2 separate regions of the Rattus norvegicus genome follow, and region 1 is linked to region 2. A link is a contact called in public Hi-C data. All regions are on one chromosome and are shown on one strand. Each heading gives the region's core, a stretch centred on a gene start, on an enhancer-like site or on the middle of the called end of the contact. The rest is flanking DNA. Distances are from core to core; before and after follow the strand shown. Region 1 holds the start of Abhd11 (abhydrolase domain containing 11). Region 2 holds the start of Baz1b (bromodomain adjacent to zinc finger domain, 1B).

The links. A called contact is a pair of places that touch in the nucleus more often than the background predicts.
Region 1: a contact with region 2 is called in a Hi-C map of Schwann cells, with 10 times the contacts expected there. The contact joins the promoter of Abhd11 here to the promoter of Baz1b in region 2. A contact is called at or near these places in 7 of 12 Hi-C or Micro-C datasets (the A7r5 cell line, Schwann cells, frontal cortex and 4 more) and 1 of 1 datasets of contacts at active chromatin or transcription factors (oligodendrocytes).

The regions. Positions count from the first base shown.
Region 1 is chr12:27,318,527-27,323,289 of GRCr8, reverse strand. It overlaps Abhd11 (abhydrolase domain containing 11), which reads left to right and starts at 1,827. Exons shown (of 6, transcript NM_001271180.1): 1 at 1,827-1,989; 2 at 2,129-2,264; 3 at 3,160-3,333; 4 at 3,496-3,666; 5 at 3,787-3,968; 6 at 4,223-4,547. The coding sequence starts at 1,862. The coding sequence ends at 4,355. Abhd11-as1 (ABHD11 antisense RNA 1 (tail to tail)) reads right to left here. Exons shown (of 4, transcript NR_026689.1): 4 at 4,647-4,763.
Region 2 is chr12:27,125,142-27,130,116 of GRCr8, reverse strand. Baz1b (bromodomain adjacent to zinc finger domain, 1B) reads left to right here and starts at 3,606. Exons shown (of 19, transcript NM_001191916.1): 1 at 3,606-3,999. The coding sequence starts at 3,893.

The DNA.
Region 1 (4,763 bases), core at 578-3,077, 190 kb before region 2:
TAGTGGAGTGGAAGATAGACACCAGCGCTGACAAAGAACAAAAGGGAACTAAGCCAGTGGCTTGGTGCCCGGCTGAGGATGCTGGGAAGGATTCTGGAGGGTATGAAGTGCTACTTCAGTGACAAGGAGTCCTGAAGACCCCGGCCCCCCAGAAGGTGTGTTTGCTGTGACCAAAACAGTTCTAGAACTGCTAAAGGATGGACCACAGCAGAAGGGGGGGTGAGGGGGCTGAAATAAAAAACGACTTTCCCTAGACTATGAAGGGAGAGGGCAGGGGGCAGGTTCCCCACAGGAAAAGTCAGTGCAGAATGGGGTGCGTTCTGGGCAGAGGGTTGCCACTCTCTGCTAATGGCTTGTTGTTAGTGTTCGTCCTTTCTTTTTTCTTTTTTGAGACAGAGTTTCTCTATGAAGTTCTGGATGTGCTCAAACTCTTATACACAAGGCTGGCCTTGAACTCAAAGAACCGATCGCCTCTGCCTCCCATGTGTGGGATTAAAGTCGTAGCCCCAACACCTGGCCGGGAGCCATTTCTAGTCAGTGCAGGTAACTACAGTACAAATCCCTGGCCAAGGGGGTTGACCCTGGTTTTTCAAATTGACCTGAACCAGAAACGGAAGACCGGACCAAGACTCTGATTCTGTCTGTTGGACCAATCTTTTTGCCCTTTCTGCACCTCAGTTTACCGATTCAAGTGAAAAGATCGAGATCAAGCTCGCAAGCCCCTTCCTCCTAGCTGTTTCTTGTGAGGGAACTTCACAAGAGGAACCAAGCACTCATACTCTGGGCTCCCAACCATGGAGCAAGGCGCCAGAGAGCTGGCGGGAGCTGGAACAAGAGTCACTCCTGGCGTCTCCTGACTATGCCGGGGGCACAGAAAGTGTGGCATCCACCCAGGGCGGTGCCTGAGGACTGAGGAGCAGGCCAGGTGAGGTCTGCTCGCCAGGCGAGAAAGGAGTTTCTCAGTTTGCCAGGGACACGCCCCACACTTGCTCCTTGAACTGAGGACCTCTGGTCCGAACTAGGGAAACACCAGAAGACTATGAGCTTCTTAAAAGCTGGGGCGTGGCCTACAACGTTGTCAAGGGGCTCAGGGAGGTGTGCACAGAACCAGGCAGGATTACGTAATGGTGCAAAAGCAGGTGCGGGAATCTTGTGTGGCTCCGCCCAAGGCGTGGCCAAGGAGCCAAATTCCAGGAGCTACAGCAGTTTAATAGGTTGCGAAACCGTGCAAGAGCCCGCCCAGGTTCAATTATAGCTCCGCCCGTGGCAGGGCGTGGCCAAGGGTGCAAAGTGGGAATTACGTAATGATGCAGAAGGCGGTCCCAGAGTCCCTAGTGGCTCCGCAAAGGTGTGGCCAAGGAGCCCACCTCCGGGTGCCTGACAGTGGCCACGGTGGTTAAGTGATGGTGCGAAGAGCATGCCCAGGACGTGGCAGGGGCTCACAGGTCTGAAGGGGATTGTATATTGCCCAAGAGGAGGGACCAGTCCCATAATGCGCTTTCCTGGTCCTGGTCAGGAAATGGTCTCTAAGCGGCTCGCAGTGTCCGCAGGAATTGCGTAATGGTGCAAGGGGGCAGGACTAGTGTTGTATGGCTACGCCCAGCCTGTAACCAAGAAGCTAGTCCTACTGACCGGGCTCAAAGTGGCTGCAGGAAATGCGTAATGTGCAAAGGCTTAGACCAACACTTCTGATGGCTCCGCCCCAGGAGCTCCTGCACTGGGAGCTCCCGGAGTACGCTAGGCCACGTGACCTAAAGTGGCTCTCCGACGGGGGGCGGGGCATAGACAGAGCCCTTGTTGGAATAGACAGGGCTCTGGGAGGCGGAGCGTGCGCAGGAAGCACGTTTTGAGAGCTGTGAGAATGTTCTGCTGGGCGCGAGCTTGGAGGGTCCCCCGTGGGACAATCGGTGCCTCCTCTCCCAGGAGTTCGGCGGTTCCTGTCACGTTCAGTAGCAGCCGCAGTAGTGGCCAAGGAAACGCTGATCCGAGGTCAGTCAAGGACACCCGGACGGTGGCCCTTCACTGGTCCACTTCGCACGCGGCCCAGCAGGCCCCGCCCCTCTTTTAGCCACGGCCCTTTTCTCCTTCACTCCCCCCACCCTTACTCTATGGTGGCCCCACCTTCCAGGCCGCTGCCGCTGTCCTATAATCTTCTAGATGGAGACGCGACACTCCCAGCCATCGTCCTTTTGCATGGACTCTTCGGCAGCAAAAGCAACTTCAACTCCCTCGCCAAGGCGTTGGTTCAGAGGACCGGCAGGAGGGTGAGCTTCCGGGTTGGGCGGCGCATGGGTGGGCGGGGACTAAGGGGTAAGTCTGAGGACTGGGGACCTAGTTTCAATCTCTCAGGTCTGGGCTCTTGCTGATAAATGGAAAGTTTCTGTGCACAGTAAACGGGAAAACATCTATGAAGAGGCCTGCTCCTGCAAGATGCCCCACTGTTAATCCAGTTATGTTACTTATATCTCCACCCGTCTCTTTGTCAGGTCCCAAAGAAACTCGGGACAATTTTTCGGAACCTACTAGGATACCAAAGCACACTCAACGTCCCGGCTTACTCAATACCTGTGGCACCCCTCAGCTCTCCTCACCCTCACCCCTTACTATAAACCAGCCCAGAGGCTTCCCTTCCTTTTCCCCAGCTTCTCTTTTTTTTTTTTTTTTTTTTTTTTCCGGAGCTGGGGACCGAACCCAGGGCCTTGCGCTTTACCACTGAGCTAAATCCCCAACCTCCCCCAGCTTCTCTTAACTATTAAGCCAGACATTTAAGCCATTCGCTCGCTCTTGGTACTCCAATCCTCTTTTGGTCTGAAAGCCCACTCTCCTTGGCACCTTAAGTTATCATCTGGCCTCCACATGTACACCATGGCATGTGTTACAAGCATAACTTGCACACATACATACATGCACACATGTGTGTATATAATAAAATAAAATAAAGGTATATTTTGAATAGCAACTAAAGTTGCTAAAGATTGACCTCTGGCCTCCACATGTACATGAAAATGTACACACACACACACACACACACACACACACACACACACACACAAATTATGTCTCCAGACTTCTCTCCCTGACTGCTCCCTAGTCCCTACCAGTCTTTTCTTTGTCACTAATCAGAATAACACCATTCCTCCTATTTCACCCCTACCCCAGGTGCTGACAGTGGATGCTCGGAATCATGGTGACAGTCCCCACAGTCCAGATGCAAGCTATGAGGCCATGAGTCAGGACCTCCAGGGCCTCCTCCCCCAGCTGGGCCTGGTGCCCAGTGTCCTCGTTGGCCACAGCATGGGAGGAAAGACAGCCATGCTACTGGCACTGCAGAGGGTGAGCTACACAGGTCTGGGTCCCCTCAATGCACTGTGAGCCTTAAGCACCCCATTAATAACGTGGGACTCATCTGTACCTTGGATGGCCAGGTTCCAGAAACTCTGCTGGAGGCTCGGAGAGTTTGCCTGGGACCCGCTCTGTTCTGATTCTGTCTCACAGCCAGATGTTGTGGAACGACTGGTTGTCGTAGACATAAGCCCAGCAGGAACCACACCGGGATCATACCTCGGAAACTTCATAGCAGCCATGAAGGCCGTTGATATCCCAGAGAACATACCGCACTCCCGGGCCCGAAAACTGGCGGATGAGCAGCTTAGCTCGGTTGTCAAGGTAACACACTCCCCGCCCCCTTCTTCCCCCCATGGTGTTGTGGACTAAGACGCATCAGAGGAAAAAGGAGTGGGCGGGCCTCACAGAGAGCCCCTTCACAGCTGCCAGATCTCCCCACAGGAAGCGAGCGTTCGGCAGTTCCTGCTCACTAACCTGGTGGAGGTGAATGGGCGCTTCTCCTGGAGAGTGAACTTGGATGCCTTAGCTCAGCAGTTGGACAAGATTTTGACCTTCCCACAGCAACTTGAATCCTACCCGGGGTCAACTCTCTTTCTGCTTGGTGGAAATTCTCCCTACGTACCGTAAGCCAGCGTGAGGCCATAGGAAGGGGCAAGCTTGCTTTACCCACCCACCCCCACCCCCAGCTGTGGGAGCCTCCTTGGGTCGGGGAGGGCTTGGGCGTGGGCACGGGGTATCTGGGAGCCTGGCAATGCCACTGGGCATGAAGGCTCATACAGCTCTCGTTCTCTCTGTTCTCTCCCTCCCTTTCTCCCCTCCTCCACCTCTCCATTGTCTTCTTTAACCCCGTCTCCATTGACCTCACCATGGTGGCCAGACCCAGCCACCACTCAGCGATTAGGCGGCTCTTCCCTCAAACCCAGATTCAGACTGTGCCTAATGCTGGCCACTGGGTCCACAGCGACAAACCCCAAGACTTCATGGATGCTGTCATCAGCTTCTTGGCTTAAGAAGTAGCTCTTTGGGGCTGGAGAGATAGCTCAGGGGTTAAGAGCACTGACCGCTCTTCCAGAGGTCCTGAGTTCAATTCCCAGCAACCACATGGTGGCTCACAACCATCTGTAGTGGGATCTTGGCGCCCTCTTCTGGCGCCCAGGCACATATGCAGGCAGAACACTGTACATAATAAATCTTTTAAAAAAGAAAGAGAAGTAGCTCTTTGGAAGAGTAGCCAGGGGACTCTGGTATCTGTGTCACTGTACCTTGCTTCTGCATAGAAAAACTCAGGGGCAATTAGAGGGTACAGAGGTGGTCTAACACTTTAATGAATCAAGACTTAAAGACCTGGGATCCATTTTCACCACCGTCGTCCCCAACGACCACGGGAGAGTTGGATCCAGGAACTCCTGCCCGCGCTC
Region 2 (4,975 bases), core at 2,357-4,856:
GAATTTGAGGCCAACCTGGTTTACAGAGTGAGTTCTAGGACAGCTCGGGCTACACAGAGAAACCATCTCTCAAAAAGGGTTTCTCTCTAGCCCCTCAAACCCTATTTTTAATGATGGTTCTTAAACGCTGCTTTAACCTTCCTCCTAGTCCACCACCCACCAGGGGTCTTAGAAAAGAAAGGATACTAGGGACGTGGACCTGTTTAGAACTGGTTCTTTGGGGGCTGGAGAGATGACTCAGAGGTTAAAAGCACTAACTTACTGGCTGCTCTTCCAGAGGTCCTGAGTTGAATTCCCTGCAACCACATGATGGCTCACAAGCATCTGTAATGGGATCTGATGCCTTATTCTGGTATGTAAGTGTATATACAGGCAATAAATAAATAAATAAATCTTTTTTGAAGAAGAAAAGAAATAGTTCTTTCAAGCAACTCTCATCTGCATTGTCAGGTATAGGTCAGCAGCAGCAGCTCCATCCACTCCCAGACATCTTATAGATATAGTGTTGGGATAACAGGAGATGTCAGGACCTAGCAGGAACAGCCAGGTGTCAGCCTCAGCACCGGTCAGCAGGAGGGATCAGGAGGGACACCAGGGGAAGGTCTTGGTTGTGCCTCTCAGTGAATCGAAGATCAGCGAAGAGTCAATACCAACAAGCACTGCACAGCTAACTATACCAGCAAGCCAAGCTTAACCTCTGTCTGTTGAGTCCTTTGAGTTCTTTGCTGTATTTCTCTCTATGGAGTCCCAACAAATGCAGTCCCAACTACGAAATGTAAGGTAGACTAATACATGCGTGTCATTAGAGAAGAATCCTTCATCATGCGTCCTTTCACATGCTAGCAGAACGTCCTTGCTCCCATGACTGCTTCATGGAAACGTTCCTTCATGTGTCTGCCTTAGCCTTTCTTTCATCTGTGTCTGCTTCAGTGACATGTTCCTTCATATGTTTGCCCTGGCAAAACACCATCTGACACAACTGACTTTCCAAAGAATCCTTAAGCTTCCACTTCAGGTGGGTGTGCTTAGAACAATTAGGAGGAAAAAATTCAGAAGCAATGAAGCCATCAGAGGCACAGTGGAGAGGTGGATGCAGCTGGGAAGACTGAGGCAGGATGGCAGGCTGGCCTGGCTGCGTGGCAATGAACCTGTCTCACCAAACCAGGATGGCAGTGCTGGATAATTCTGTCCCTGTCAAGTGAGTGCATTTTTCTTACTTTCCCTTTTTTCTTTTGTTTCTCCTTTCCTTCTTTTGCTCCCTGTCCCTACCCCCTCCCATTTTTGGCAGTCCATAGTCCTGCCAGACAAGGATCTGGTTGCCTCCCCTCCCCAGTGCTGAGATTCTGAGATTCTGATCTCCATGGCCACTGAGTGTCAGGTCCCCAACTCTCCAGCTTTTATTATTTTATCTCTCTCTCTCTCTCCCTCCTCCCTCTCTCCCTCTCCCTCTCTCTCTCTCTCTCTCTCTCTCTCTCTTTCTCTCTCTCTCTGTGTCTATGTGTGTGTGTGTGTGTGTGTGTGTGTGTGTGTATGAATGTATGTTTTGCCTGTGTATCTGTGCCCTACATGTGTGCAATGCCCAAGGAGACCAGAAGAGCATGTCAGATCTCCTGGGATTGGACTTACAGACTTTTGTGAGCCACCATATGGGTGTTGGGACTCTAGACCCCCTGCAAGAGTAGCCAGTACTCTTAGTTTTGAGCCATCTCTCCAACCCTAACGTTCATATATATGTATATATCCTTTAATATCATTTTAATTAATGCCACAGACATTTAAATTTATTATTGTTATTGGTTTTAGAGTCTTACTTTGTACTTAGTTTTTAATTATGTGAAGGGCTGGAGGTGGGGGTGCGGTGTGAAGGTCTGTGCATACGCCTTCAGGGAAGAGGGCGTTGGAGCGCCTTTGAAATGGAGTTACTCACAGTTGGAAACCATCCCACGTGGATGCTGGAACCCACCTCAGGTCTTCCGCAAGACCCGTAAGTGTTCTTAACCTTAAGTCATCTCTCTAGGCCCATCTTTTTTTTTTTTTTTTTTTTTCTTTTTTTCGGAGCTGGGGACCGAACCCAGGGGCTTGTGCTTGCCAGGCAAGCGCTCTACCGCTGAGCTAAATCCCCAACCCCCACCTTTTTTTTTTTTTTTTTTCTTCCGGAGCTGGGGACCCAACCCAGGGCCTTGCGCTTGCTAGGCAAGCGCTCTACCACTGAGCTAAATCCCCAACCCCAACCCCCATCTTTTTTAAATAATACTTTTATTTTTATTTTAAATTATGTGTATGGGGGGTATGTTTTCAGGTTTGTAAGCGCCTATTGCTTTGGAGTTACAGGTGATTGTGAGCTTCCAATGCAAATACTGTGAATCAGACTCAGAACTTCTGGAAAAACTGGAAATCTTAATTGTGGAGCCACTTCTCCAGCCCTATTAGCTTAATATATATGTCCTCTAACATAATTTTATTTTATTTACTCATTGTTTTAGGGTCTTGCTATTCAGCCCAGGCTGGCTGGTAAGACTCTTTGTAGCCCAAGCTAGACACAGACTATTTATCTATCTATCTATCTATCTATCCATCCATCCATCCACACACATATATTCTCTTATATGTGTACATACAAAAGAAATTTCTCTATTATTCTTCCACTTTTTTTTTCAAGGTTTATTTTTAAATTGGGTATGTGTGCATGCATGGTGGGGGATGTTGTATGCACATGAGTGCTGTTGCCTGAGGAGGCAAGAGGAATGCTAATTCCTGGAGTTGCAGCTGCAGGCAGGGTCGTGCTACCTGATGTGGGAGCGAGGAATTGAACTTGGGTCCTCTGAAAGAACTTAGCCCCTGAGCCAACTCTGCAGCTCTTCCTCCACATATTTTTAAGGAAACTTCTACATTATCCTTCCCTGTAGTCCTTAATTTCTGTTTCGCAGTTATGTCTGGTCGGGAAGGGTTGGGGTCCCAGTCGCCCCACTGCGGAACTTCTGTTTGAAGAGGATCAGAGTTACTTCCCGCCCAGAACAGCTCCACCCGCGCATCCCCGGGCGTGGCCGAGCGCGGCCCCTTTAAGAAGGGGGCGGAGCACGAGTGGAAAGACAAAGCCCCTGGCCGCGCGCTCCCCCTCCCCCCTCCGGCGCACCACACGGACAGTGAGTGCCCGGATGTCGGTGTCGCCGTCGGTGACAGATGGCGCAATGTCTGTATCTATGACAGGGCTTTCTGCTCTGACCTCTTTGAGTCTTCCGCTTTTCGTCCTCCCCCTCCCACTTGCTGTCCCATTACTTTTTAAGTCCGCCACTGGAGGCCCGCATGCCAGTCACCGGCTCTTACATAACGTGACCTTTCACCTTTTCAGACTGCCCTCTAGTGCGCTGCAACTAAACTTTGTGGCTGGGGCCCAGGGGGCGGGACTCGACCGCGGAGCGGCAGTCTCTCTGAGCCAATAGGCTACGAATGCCGACCAGTCCTCCGCCTATCGGAGCATCCGCCCCAGGGCGCCACGGAGAAGCAAGTTAGTCTGTGCGCTGGCCCGGCAGCGGGGGGGAGGAAGGGAATCTCCCGCCATTTTTCAATAATTTCCTCCCGTGCCCGCTGGAGAGGAGTCGTGACTAGCGGCCGCCGCAGCGGAGATCAGCGTAAGGTGAAAGCTGCCGGAAGGAGCGAGCAGAATCTCTCCAGTTTTTCCCCTCGAGGCGTTCCCCTTGCTTCCATGGTCGTGGCGCGGTCCCGCCAGCTCTGAGGGAAGCCGGAGTTCGCGCCGCCCTCTCACCCCTCCCCTCCCCCATCGCCCCGGGAGCCAGGCGCTTCGCTAGCTCGTTCGCCCGGGGCTGCCCGGGCCTAGCGCTGCGCAGCGGAGCGGCCGAGCCTTCGGCGCTCCGTCCCTGCCGGCGCTGCCGCGATGGCGCCGCTGTTGGGCCGCAAGCCCTTTCCTCTGGTGAAACCGCTGCCCGGAGAGGAGCCGCTCTTTACCATCCCGCACACACAAGAGGCCTTCCGCACTCGGGAGTATCCTTTTTTTCGTGCGCGGTGTGGACGCTCGGCCGCGGCTGCGCAGGGCGAGGGATGGAGATGGCGAGAAGCGAATGGGCCGCGCGCGACTCGCCGGGCAGCTGTCACTGCACGGGGCCATCCGCGGGCTGTGATGCCCGGGTCCTGCCTCGCCGGGCTTGGGATCTCCGTGGCGAGATCCATCTGGGCTGTCTGCAGCCGTCCTTCCCGGAACCTCGCGCCTCCATCCTTTTCCCCCTTACTTTGTCCCCGGGGCCTTGGTGATGATCGCAGCACCAGTCCCCTCCTCCCCAACTTGGCTTCGGGCCCTAAGTGACTAGGGAGGGTTAGCCGGGTTTCCTTTGCGCATTTTATTTCTCTCTCCTTTCATATAAAAGAAACCGTCAAGTTAAGTTTCTGAAATTGTACCGGCGCAGCCGCGTGATCCGGCTTGTGCAAGCCTCTACTGCGTCTTGTCTGGGCTGAGCGTGGACACTGATGTGGCTTGTGGGTTTTGTTTTTTTCTCCTCCGGAGTGGACTTTAGGCCAGGGATGAACTGACAGAAACCCGGCATTAACTTCTTGCCAACTGAAGGTAGGGAGGAGCAGAACGCTACATTGATAGTGCTGGTGGCCTTTGCTTTTCTAGAAAACAGAGAAGTTTGACATTTAGAAGTTTCATTTTTCTGTCGTTTTTGAGAGAGCGCTTCATATAGCACCGACTGGCCTCGAACTCAGTATGCAGTAGAGGTTGGACACTGCATTCCTGATCCTGCTGCTTCCCCTTCTCCAGCCGGCTTGCTTTTCTTTCGTTCTTTTCTTTCCTTTCTCTCTGTTTTTAGGACCGTGAAACTGGTGTTTTGTAATAGGAAGTCTGCATTTCCAATCATTACTTTAAGATTTCTTGACCAAGCATAACCTCTTAATTTAAAGTTGTATTACTTTTTGGGGGGGGGGCAAGGTAGGGGGAATGTTGAATGAATCTTTTAAGGCT